Linked DNA regions of Sus scrofa: all the other regions are linked to region 3. The links are chromatin contacts, called in public Hi-C and HiChIP or PLAC-seq maps. All regions are on one chromosome and are shown on one strand. The core of a region is the stretch at or near the end of the contact, and the rest is flanking DNA. Distances in the headings are between cores, read along the strand shown. Region 1 holds the start of ICMT (isoprenylcysteine carboxyl methyltransferase). Region 2 holds the start of RPL22 (ribosomal protein L22). Region 3 holds the start of ACOT7 (cytosolic acyl coenzyme A thioester hydrolase).

What was found. A called contact is a pair of places that touch in the nucleus more often than the background predicts. HiChIP or PLAC-seq counts read pairs in DNA pulled down with a chosen protein or histone mark.
Region 1: an H3K27ac HiChIP or PLAC-seq map of alveolar macrophages shows a contact between it and region 3. The contact joins the promoter of ICMT here to the promoter of ACOT7 in region 3. A contact is called at or near these places in 2 of 5 promoter capture datasets (fetal skeletal muscle and liver), 17 of 47 Hi-C or Micro-C datasets (alveolar macrophages, blood, embryonic fibroblasts and 10 more) and 2 of 2 datasets of contacts at active chromatin or transcription factors (alveolar macrophages and skeletal muscle).
Region 2: a contact with region 3 is called in a Hi-C map of skeletal muscle, with 3 times the contacts expected there. The contact joins the promoter of RPL22 here to the promoter of ACOT7 in region 3. A contact is called at or near these places in 2 of 5 promoter capture datasets (fetal skeletal muscle and liver) and 1 of 47 Hi-C or Micro-C datasets (skeletal muscle).

Annotation. Positions count from the first base shown.
Region 1 is chr6:67,124,286-67,127,921 of Sscrofa11.1, reverse strand. ICMT (isoprenylcysteine carboxyl methyltransferase) reads left to right here and starts at 2,014. Exons shown (of 5, transcript NM_001244481.1): 1 at 2,014-2,255; 2 at 3,111-3,199. The coding sequence starts at 2,061.
Region 2 is chr6:67,100,693-67,104,019 of Sscrofa11.1, reverse strand. It overlaps RPL22 (ribosomal protein L22), which reads left to right and starts at 1,934. Exons shown (of 4, transcript NM_213987.1): 1 at 1,934-1,965. The coding sequence starts at 1,954.
Region 3 is chr6:67,252,684-67,255,891 of Sscrofa11.1, reverse strand. ACOT7 (cytosolic acyl coenzyme A thioester hydrolase) reads left to right here and starts at 1,795. Exons shown (of 9, transcript XM_003127525.6): 1 at 1,795-1,984. The coding sequence starts at 1,797.

The sequences.
Region 1 (3,636 bases), core at 765-3,264, 130 kb after region 3:
GGATTACATGCTACTCTCTGCCCCCCAGTACAGGGACCGTCCCTAAGGGTAAATCAGGGCCCTAAGTCAGCGTGGAGTGCAGGAACTGGTGAGAAAAGAACTTCCTCGGAGCCGCCCTCTGTCCCAGGACAGACTCACTCCTAGGAGCAAAGATGCAATATGCACCCTCTAGTGGCCCCAAGACGTCTTGGCGATGAGGGACAGGTGCCGAGTGGGGGAGGCCCAAGAAACTGAGAGCAGTGGCAGGAGCTGGGGCTCTCCGCCCCCAGGGACAGTCCAGGCTTCCTTCCCATGTGGCACTGCAACTGGGTGGCTTTGAAACATGAAATGTCCTTTCAGTTACTTCCCATCTAGTAAGTTTAGCAAATATCTTCCCAGCAACATTTAAACATGACACAGGGTTTACAGAGCATTTTCTTTCTATGGCCACACTTGCAGCGTATGGAAGTTCCCAGGCCGGGGGTGGAATTGGAACTGCAGTTGAGACCTGTGGCACAGCCAGGGCAACACCAGATCTGAGCTGCATCTGCAACAACGCTGGACCCTTAACCCATTGCGCGAGGCCAGGGATCAAACCCGCATTCTCACAGAGTCTATGTCGGGTTCTTAATCCACTGAGCTGCAATGGGAACTCCCAGGATCTCCATTTTACGGGGAAGGTGAGGCTCACACAGTTGCTTTGACCTTGAGGCTGGCTCTCCATCCTTCTCTAAACCCAGCTGTCCAGATGCCAGGTCTCCTGCCAGGTCCTCCAGGAACAGAGGAGGGGAGGGTGGCTAGGGGTTCAGATGCAAGCTCGGCTCCCTGCCGCTCACAGCCCACCTGGCTTTATTGCTCTCTGACCCACTACTCTGGGTTCCAGGCTCCCTGGGGGCCTGTCCCCTATCGCTCAGGCTTGCTTCCTCCTGCCTCTGTCTGCAAACTCTGTGCCTTCCCCCTCCCTCCCTGTGGATGCCCTTGCTCTCATTTCAGCGGCAGGACGGCTGCCAGTACACACACTCTTCCATGCAGGCTCCTAAGCCTCCCAATCACGGGCCTCTCCCTGGGGGTCCCTCTCATTCCCTCTCTAACCTCACCCCCACCCCACCAGAGTTTATTCCAGTTATTTGCTTACTTGTCTTTCTCCTCCACCATCCCTCTGTCGGACATTTATCCTTCAAAAAAGTAAGGAAAAATTCCTAATGATAAAAGTAATATATATTGATTGTGGGCCATATGGAAGATCCAAAAACATATAAAAAAGACAGTAAAACGTTTCCGAGTCCACCTGACAATTACCGCCGTGAAATTGGCTTCTGTGTCAATCATTTCCCCAGGCTCACACATAAGCTCTGGTTTTCCCAAGTGGAGTCAGGACCACACTGTCAAGTTTTGCACATTCTGTTTTTTAATAGGTCCTGTGTATTTCACCTGTCTGCCAACATTCTTCCTGAACACGAACCGAAGTGGGCGGTCATCCCGCTGCGTGGATGCCCGCTGGGATTTCAGGCTCCCCGAGGGCAGCGTCCCCGCAGCCTGGGCCCCCAGCGGGCGCTCGGAGACTCTGCGGAGGGCCGGCCGTGCCTGCGCGCGCGGACCCCGCGGGGCGCGGTGGGGTGGAGGCGGGTGGCCCGCTCGTCCCCGCGCGCTGCCCAGGGGTGTCAGTTGCGGGTGGGACCGCGCGGGGCCGGCGAAGGTGGGCTCGCTTCGGCTTTCAGGTGATTTCTCCGGACAGGGACATTCTGGAGTTTGGGGCGGACTCCTGGCAGACACCAGGGTCGCCTTCTCGGCCGAGGACCCAGGCGCCCCGCGGCCCCGCCCGCCGGCTGCCACTCGGCCTGGTTCGGGGTGGGGAGGGGTCCCCCAGGGGACCGCGGGGCGGGGCCGCGGGGCGGGGCGCTCCCGCCAAATTCGGGCCCCAGCTCCGCGGCGCGGCGGTATCGCGAGAGCGCGCGGGAGGCGCGCAGGTCCGGGCGGCTGCCCTTCCCTGTCGGCGTCGGCGGCGCAGTGCGCAGGCGCGGGGGGCGGGTTTCCCAGGGCTACAGCCGGCGCGGCGGCCCGCTCGTCCGCCGCCCTGCGCCATGGCGGGCTGCGCGGCGCGGGCTCCGCCAGGCTCTGAGGCGCGCCTCAGCCTGGCCACCTTCCTGCTGGGCGCCTCCGTGCTCGCGCTGCCGCTGCTCACACGCGCCGGCCTGCAGGGCCGCACCGGGCTGGCGCTCTACGTGGCCGTGCTCAACGCGCTGCTGCTGCTGCTCTACCGGCCGCCGCGCTACCAGGTACAGGCCGGGCAGGGCCTGGCGAGGGCCCGGGGCCGGGCGGGCTGGGCGCGGCGCAGGGGCACCGTCCCCCGGGGTCGAGGTCTGGGTCGGGTCGGCCGAGAGCCCGGCCTGCGAGAGAGACCGCCTCCCCCGGCCGGTGTTCTTTAGCATCGGCGAGTTCAGGTGGCAGGAGGGCCCCCTCCTCTACAGTCTCGGGAGCTGGGGGCGGGGGGCCCCCTCCGCCCGGCGGAGTGGGTGGCAAATTGCAGTTGGTGCGGTTCTGCAGCTGCGGCAGATACGCGTGCGGTGGGGAGTGAGGGAGCCCACGAGTTCTTTTATGTAATTTAAGGTGTGGAGAACTATCTGCTGTCAAGTCTGAGGTCAGAGGCCCCGCAGCTACGTGGAGGGGGCTGGGCGCAGAGTCCCGGGTCCCCCGACCAGGTTCGCTGCGTGGACTTGGAAGCATCCGGCCAATAAGCTAGGTTTACGCAGTTTTCCCACGGCCCTGAGTAGCAATTGCAGTAATAATAGTGACGGTAGCTAAAACGTGGGCAGCACTTACTCTTAAGTGCTTTACTCAGGTGATGGTCACAGCTGTTCTCAAAGGTAGGTGCTGTTGTCATCCCCACTGTGTAGATGGGGAAACCGAGGTCCAGAGACGTTAAGCGACTTGCCTAAGACCACAGAGCCAGAGAAGGGTGGGCTTGGGGTTTGAACCCAGGCAGCCCTGCTTCACCCTGCTAACCTCTGAGCAGATGAGCTCTGCGGACTTGCCCGTGGCCTTCTTATCCCAGGACGTAGGGTGATGCTCCTGCAGCCGGGACGTATGCTGAGAACAGCCAGGTGACTGAGCTTCTTTTGGGTCCATTTCAGATAGCCATCCGAGCCTGCTTCCTTGGCTTTGTGTTTGGCTGTGGAGTGCTGCTAAGTTTTAGCCAGTCTTCTTGGAATCACTTTGGCTGGTAAGAAGTGCTTCGGAAATGAGAGTTTTGAGGTCTGGGTGGGCTGATCAGAGGGTCAGTAGCGGTCCTTCTGCATCCCTGGCTGGCTGAAGGCTATTGAGGGTTCTAAGGAGAGGAGGTCGCTAGAATGCTAGGTGCCTGCATCTCGGACCGTGAGAACGTGTGCCCTGTGCCCCTTGGTTGCTTCTGTTGCAGGTGGAAACAGGTCTCCCCGGCAACCCCCTCCCCCAACAGGTGCCCTTACTGCCGCCCCAGCACATTCGGTAATGTGACCAGCCCTTCCCAGAAGAGGGTGCAGGTCTCAGTGACAGGAAGGGGCGAGGCTCTGGCTCGTCTTCACAGGCCTTTTCCGTCTCTAATTTCTATTAGGTCACATCTAGTGCATCCCCCACGGCCAGTGTAGGATTTTTCCCTACACTGCGATTTCAGTCCCTTGA
Region 2 (3,327 bases), core at 685-3,184, 150 kb after region 3:
AACAAAGACATGGCCAGGCAGCTTAAACAACAGAAATTGCTCACATTTCTGAAGGCTGCAAGTCCACGATCAGGGGGAGGAAGATTTGGCTCCTGCTGAGGGCTCTCTTGCTGGCTTGGAGGTGGCAGCCTTCTCCCAGTATGTCCCCACGACGGGACAGGAGATGGATCTCATGTCTCTTCCTTAAAAAGTCGCCAGCCCCACTCTTCTGACCTCACCTAAACCTAATCACTGCCCAAAGGACTTGCCTGCAAATACCATCACTGCGGGTACTAGGGCTTCAGCTGTGAATTGAGGGGACACAAATATTTATTTAGACTCCATAGCAGAGAGAGCGAAAGGGGGGGTGAAGTGACAAGGAATGTTGGGGGTGACAAATTGTTTTTTTCTGTTTTAAGATGGGAGTTTGTTTTGTTTTCCACCCCAGGGCATGTGGAATTCCCCAGGCCACAGATCAGATCCTAGCCACCAACTCAACCTAAGCCACAGCTGCCACAACACCAGACCCTAACCCACTGTGCCATGCCAGGATAAGCTGGGTCCCGGCGCTCCCAAGATACTGCTGATCCTGTTGCACCACAGCAGGAGCTCCAAGATGGGAGATTGTTTTTATTTATTTAAAATTTTTTTGGGGGGGAGTTGCCATCGTGGCTCAGAGGTTAATGAACGCACCCGACTAGCATCCATGAGGACGAGGTTTGATCCCTGGCCTTGCTCAGTGGGTTAAGGATCCGGCGTTGCTGTGAGCTGTGGTCTAGGTCACAGATGTGGCTTGGATCTGCCGCATCTTAGTGTTGCTGTGGCTCTGGTGTAGGCCAGTGGCTGCAGCTCCCATTCGACCCCTAGCCTGGGAACCTCCATATGCTGTGGGTGCGGCCCTAAAAAAAAAAAAAGAAAAAAAGGTCAATTGGCAGAGCAGGCCTGAGAGTAAACCTAGACTGGTCAGCATGGGGTTTCCTCTCATCATTCTAAGCCAGGATTTGGCCTCTGCTAGGTGACTACATGCAGCTAGGTACTGGCGGGTGTGTGTAACTGAGTGAACAACGCAGGACCCTAGAATGTAACTGGTAAGGACACGAGGGGATGAGAGTGGGTGAAAACAGCCAGTGCGTGGACTGTGGGTCTGGGGATGAAGACCCTTGCCACTCGACTTTGGTCCATGGATCAGCAGCAGCAGCATCTCAGGCTTTGGAGAAATACAGAATCTCAGGCCCCTATGAGATTTGGAGAAATACAGAACCTCAGGCCCATATGATCCATTGTACTGGCATCTGCAATTTATGGAGATTCCCAGGTGATTCAAGTTCAAATGCCACTTTGAGAAATGCTGGCAGAAGAATTTTTGGAACCAGGAAACTGGAAGGCATGAGCTGGAAAGCTAGGAGGTGGTGACTGGAGGGCGGGCAGCTTGAATCTGAGACTGTGGAGAGTGTACCTGACTACAGCAAAAAGGATCAGGGCAGCGAGACAGCCCGGGGAACCACCTTCCAGGTTGGGCACTTTAGGAAGAAGCCAAGTGATCTTGGGCATTGGGACTCCAGGGCCAGAAGGGCCTCACCTCCCCAAGCTAGTAGGTTCGACTCCCACCCCACTAGCTGTTAATTTATGCTTTACTGGATCTCCTTCTTTCCGTTTTCTTCCTAAGACTTTCACAGTAGAGCAAGCCCCTTTATTTCTTTTTGGGCTCATCTAGGCTGGCACCCCCCCTCCTCCGATCCTTCGCAGTGGGACAGGCCACTTCCCTCCCCCCGTAATCCTCCCGGCGGGGGAGAGGACGGGTTTTGCATTCAGGCAAAAATCATCGCTCCCCGAGCGTACGGAACAGGACGAGATGGTGAGGAGCGAGGGGCGTGGCAGAGCGATTGATACGGCCTGAGTCCTGCGTGCTCTGCGCGCTGCGGCTCTTTGCGTCTGCGTGATTCGCTCAACTCCCTTTCTGCCTCTGCTGCCGCCATGGCGCCTGTGGTTAGTATGGCTCCGCGTGAGGCCTTGGCTCTGGGGAAGGCACGTGGGCCTCGCCAGCCTGGCCCCTGCCTGGCTCGCGCCGGCCGGCGCTCTGCAGCGTCCTGCCGGGGCCGGGCCGGCACATCTGCTGGAGCGGGCCGGCGCGGCCGAGGGGTCCCGCACGTTGTGGGCGGAGAAGGCCGCGGCCCGAGGCCCGAGAGGGAGTCCCGGGGCTCCGGGAGATCGCGGCTTGGGCCCCTACCTGCGGCCCGTGGGAAGCTGGGGGTCCGAGGCTGTAGCCTGGGCCGGTCAGCGGTCTTTGGAGTGCGGCCGGCGTGAGGCAGCCAAGGCCTAGGCCTCGTTACCTGGGCTGAAGGCGGGGAAGGAGGGGACCTGCCACCCCCGGCGACCGCGCATCCGGGAAGCCTACAGCCAGGACTCGGGGGCAGGTGGGAGGGTACGGGTCTGGCGGGCCTGTTTTCGGAAAGAGGCTCGGGGCAGGGGACCTCTAGCGTCTCCGGAGGAAGTTAGGTTTTAGGGCGCAGCTCTGTAGACCCTTTTTCGTGTCAGGCGAGGGCCCCGTTCCATTCTCTCTTCGGCTGGGACCGGCTCGTGCGGCGCTCTCATGTCACTCCGGCCGCAGGTCGTTCTCCCAGGTGACTGGGAGAAAGTTTCTCTCTCCTCCTTTGTTGGGACACCTTTGTTAATATTTTCGGCTCACCTCTATCATTCTGCCTGGATGGGCTTTTTGACGCTTTTAGGCGTTTTAAGCTTTAGGTGGAAAACTCGTGAGGGGTATCCAGCCCACTGCGGCCAGGTCGTGTGCCTGCTGATTGTATATTTCCGGGGTTGCGTTTAAGACTGCCCTCTTGATATTAGGAAGACAGATGCTAGAGAAAATAAGTGTTTTTTGGAAGGGAGCTCCGTGTTTGAAAAACGGACCCCGTTGACAAGTTTTCAGTGAAGTTCTTTCAAACAGGAAGGGAGTTAAGATGTGTTCTTGGAAAGGCCTTTTTAGATTCTGAAATGGTTTTTAAAGTGTAAGTACAGAGGCTTCCTTAGATGGTGTTGGAGTTTGTAGAGGGACCAGGTTAATATAAGCTGCTTTGTGAGTATGAAAGGATCTGGAACCTTGGTAGAATGTGCTTACCCGTGGTTTGGAAGGCTCATTCACAGATCAAACTAGTCAAAAGGCCAGAAATTGTTGACCATAGTGTTGTAATTAGAGCCCAAGGGGTAGCTTTACCCTCGTCCTGACTGGGGAAGATGCACTGCTAAGCTGTGTGGATCTGGCTGCTGATTCTGAGAAGGTGGATGCGGCAGGGTTAAGGGCATCAGGACTCTAGTCTGGAGAGTTAGGGCAAGGACTGATTCAAATTAAAG
Region 3 (3,208 bases), core at 546-3,045:
AATCCGACTAGTATCCATGAGGATGGGGGTTTGATTCCCGGCCTTGCTCAGTGGGTCAGTGATCTGGCGTCCCTGTGAGCTGTGCTGTAGGTTGCAGACGCAGCTTGGATCCCCTGATGCTGTGGTGTAGGCCTGAAGCTATAGCTCTGATTACACTCCTAGCCTGGGAACATCCAGATGCTATGGGTGTGGCTCTAAAAGGCCAAAAAAAAAAAAAAAAAAAAAAAAAAGAATTCCCATTGTGGCTCAGTGGTTAACGAATCTGACTAGGAACCATGAGGTTGCGGGTTCGATGAGAGGGTTAGAGATCCGGCATTGCTGTGATCTGTGGTGTAGGCTGCAGACGTGGCTCAGATCCTACATTGCTGTGGCTCTGGCATAGGTCGGCGGCTACAGCTCCGATTAGACCCTTCGTCTGGGAACCTCCATATGCCTCGGGTGTGGCCCTAGAAAAGACACAAAAAAGAAAAAGATACAGATGTTGCGCCAGATCACTTTTGTTTTGTGTTTTTGGCCACTTTGCAGCACATGGAGTTCCCACACCAGCGATCAGATCCGAGCCAGTTTCAGCCAACATCACACCGGCAGCAATGCTAGAACCTTTAACCTGCTGTGCCAAGCCTGTGTCCTGGTGCTGCAGAGACAGCGCCCACCCCATTGCGCCCCAGCAGGAACTTGTCTGCCCCTCTCTGGCAGGGATCTGGCTGTTAATTCTGACCCAATCAGCCCATTCCCCAGTCTAGGACCCATGCTGAGTGGTGGTTACGCAGGCTTGCTGACCCTAGACACCTGCAGCGACTTAATTCGTGCTAGAAAATGACATTTTTAGTTTAATAATCTTGAAATGATAGACATGACCCGGTTTGCTCCCTCTGGTCCTGAGGCTTATAGATAAGTGGTGGGCTGCTGCTATGGTCTGGTAATACAGGTGTGACCAGGAGGAACTATTTAGTTTCGTATAAATAGGTCTTCAAATTGCACTGGAGAACTTGAGTTATGTGGGTTTTGATTTTCAAAAATCTGACTATAGAAGCAATTTATGTTCATTGCAAAACATTGGGGAAAAGTCATATGTAGTTTTATCGAGTAAAAGCGCTCTGAAATTACGACACAAAGATGTGTTCACCTTCCCCCTCTTTTTTGGGCGGATTTTGTGACCTCAACTTGGCCTGGACTCCCTTGCAGGGGATACAGTATGCAAAAGAACCTATTAGCATCTTTGGGGCTCTTCACTGCAGGTCAGGCACTCCCAGGACAATGCTCAGCGCTCTAGAAAAGTCTCCTTGGAATAACCCAGAGGTGCTTTGCAATTGCAGGCTGGGGCAGCAGAGGCCTGACGGCTTCTTGCTCCCCGTTTTGCGCACCCTAGCCTGGCCAGGAAGGCTCCTTTACGAGAAAACCGCCTCCAGTTTCCTCTCGAAGTTGATCTGAGAAAGCGCGACCAGGCCACCGCCTCCCGCAGGCCTCTCCGCCCACGCAGGCATCTGGGTCTCAGGTGCGGCCTCGTCGCCTCCTGGGCGCGCCCCAGGCCCGCGGATGGGGTAACGACGCGAACAAACACGCGCAGGGCGAGGCTGACCCTGGTGGCTGCCCAGCCCCGCGCCCGTGCCTCTCAACGGCCGCCGAACCTTCTGGAAGCGGCGCCCCGCCGCGGCCCCACAGCCGCCGCCAGAACCGGACGCCCAGGGAGCCGACGCGGGCCGGGGGGCGGGGCGGAGGCGAGCGCGCGGGGCGGGCCTTCGCAGGAGTCTGTGTTCGATTCGCGGTCGGCGCGCAGGCCCCGCCTCCCTGGCACCATGGCCCCGCCTCTCCCCTCCCCCTCCATGGCGCCACCCGGGCTCATTCATTTCGCCCCGGGCCTGCCAGACACCTGCGTTCTCCCTCGGCCGCCCGCCTCCGCTGCTGCCGCTGCCGCCGCCGCCGCCGCCGCAGCCAGCATGTCGGGCCCCACCGCGGATACCCCGTCCGCCATCCAGATCTGCCGGTAAGCGTGGCGTGCGGCGGCAGGCGGCCAGGATTCCGAGTCGCCGCCCGGGCCTGGCCGACCCTGTGCGCCCTCCCCTCCTCAGTCCCCGCCCCCGCCGGGCCGGTTACCTCCGGACTCCGCCCGCCCGCCGCGGCTGGGATGCGCCTCCGGCGCCGCAGAGCCGGCAGCCTCACCGCGTCTCTCTGCCGGCCTCCGGCGCATCTCCGGTCACGCAGGCCGTTTGCATGAGGAAGCGGTGCGGAGCCCTTCCCCTGGGCGGGGGTCGGAGCGCATCCCCCCTCTGCCCAGCCCAGCCCAGCCCTGCCCCGCCCGGTGCCCGAACGCGCCGAAGCCCCAGCCCAGGTCCCAGTGAGCCCCCTAATTCGAGGTCGTGATCCGGGCGGTGGTGCAAAGCCAACCGGATATCCCGACCTGTGCGGCGCAAGTAACCCGCTGGCTGGGCGGCGGCCGGAGCCCATCGGTGGGCGCCCGAGTGGGCGGGGGCTGCAGATATGCAGTCCCTCCTGTCCGCTGCCACGGTTTGGGGCGGGGCGGGGGGAGCAGGCTGTTAACAGCAAGAACAGGAAATGCCCTTCCTCTGTAACACTGCACTGCTAGGAGGGGAGGATGGTCGTTGAGCCCGGAAGCATCTTACACAATGGGGGCAAAGGCTTGTTCTTGTTGGGGGACCAGCCCTGCCTTTCTCCACCGGCACCGGCAGATCGAGGGCCTGGAGGACGCGCGGGAGATCGCGAGCCGGCTCATTTCCGACAGGAGCGGGAGGGCAGCCTCAAGGTTACTCTCCATTCCCTGGGACCGAGTGGAAGCAGGCACGGTGGCATTTGAGCTAAGGAGGGGCGAGGAAGCTAGGAAGGCCGAATGGTGGCTGGGGCCTGCCACGGGGCCTGTGCTGCTTGATGCCTCGGCGGAGAGTGACAGCGGCTTCCTGTTTGAGGGCCAGTCCTTCAGATTTGGAGATTGGGCATCACACTGACCTTGGGTCCAAGCCAGATTAGTTTCCTGTGAATGCCGGCATCTCTTTAGAAGAGGCAAAGGCTGGGCATACACTATGGTATCAAGGGGGTGCCCTGAATCCTGACCTCAAGGGCAGTTTTGATCTTTCTAGGGAGAGGAATTCTCTGGGGAGGGGGGGGTCTTTCACCACTGATTTGTTATTGGCTGTCTTGGCCCCACCCACTCCAAGTTCCAGGGGCAAAAATAATAGAAGTGGCTGATCCTGGG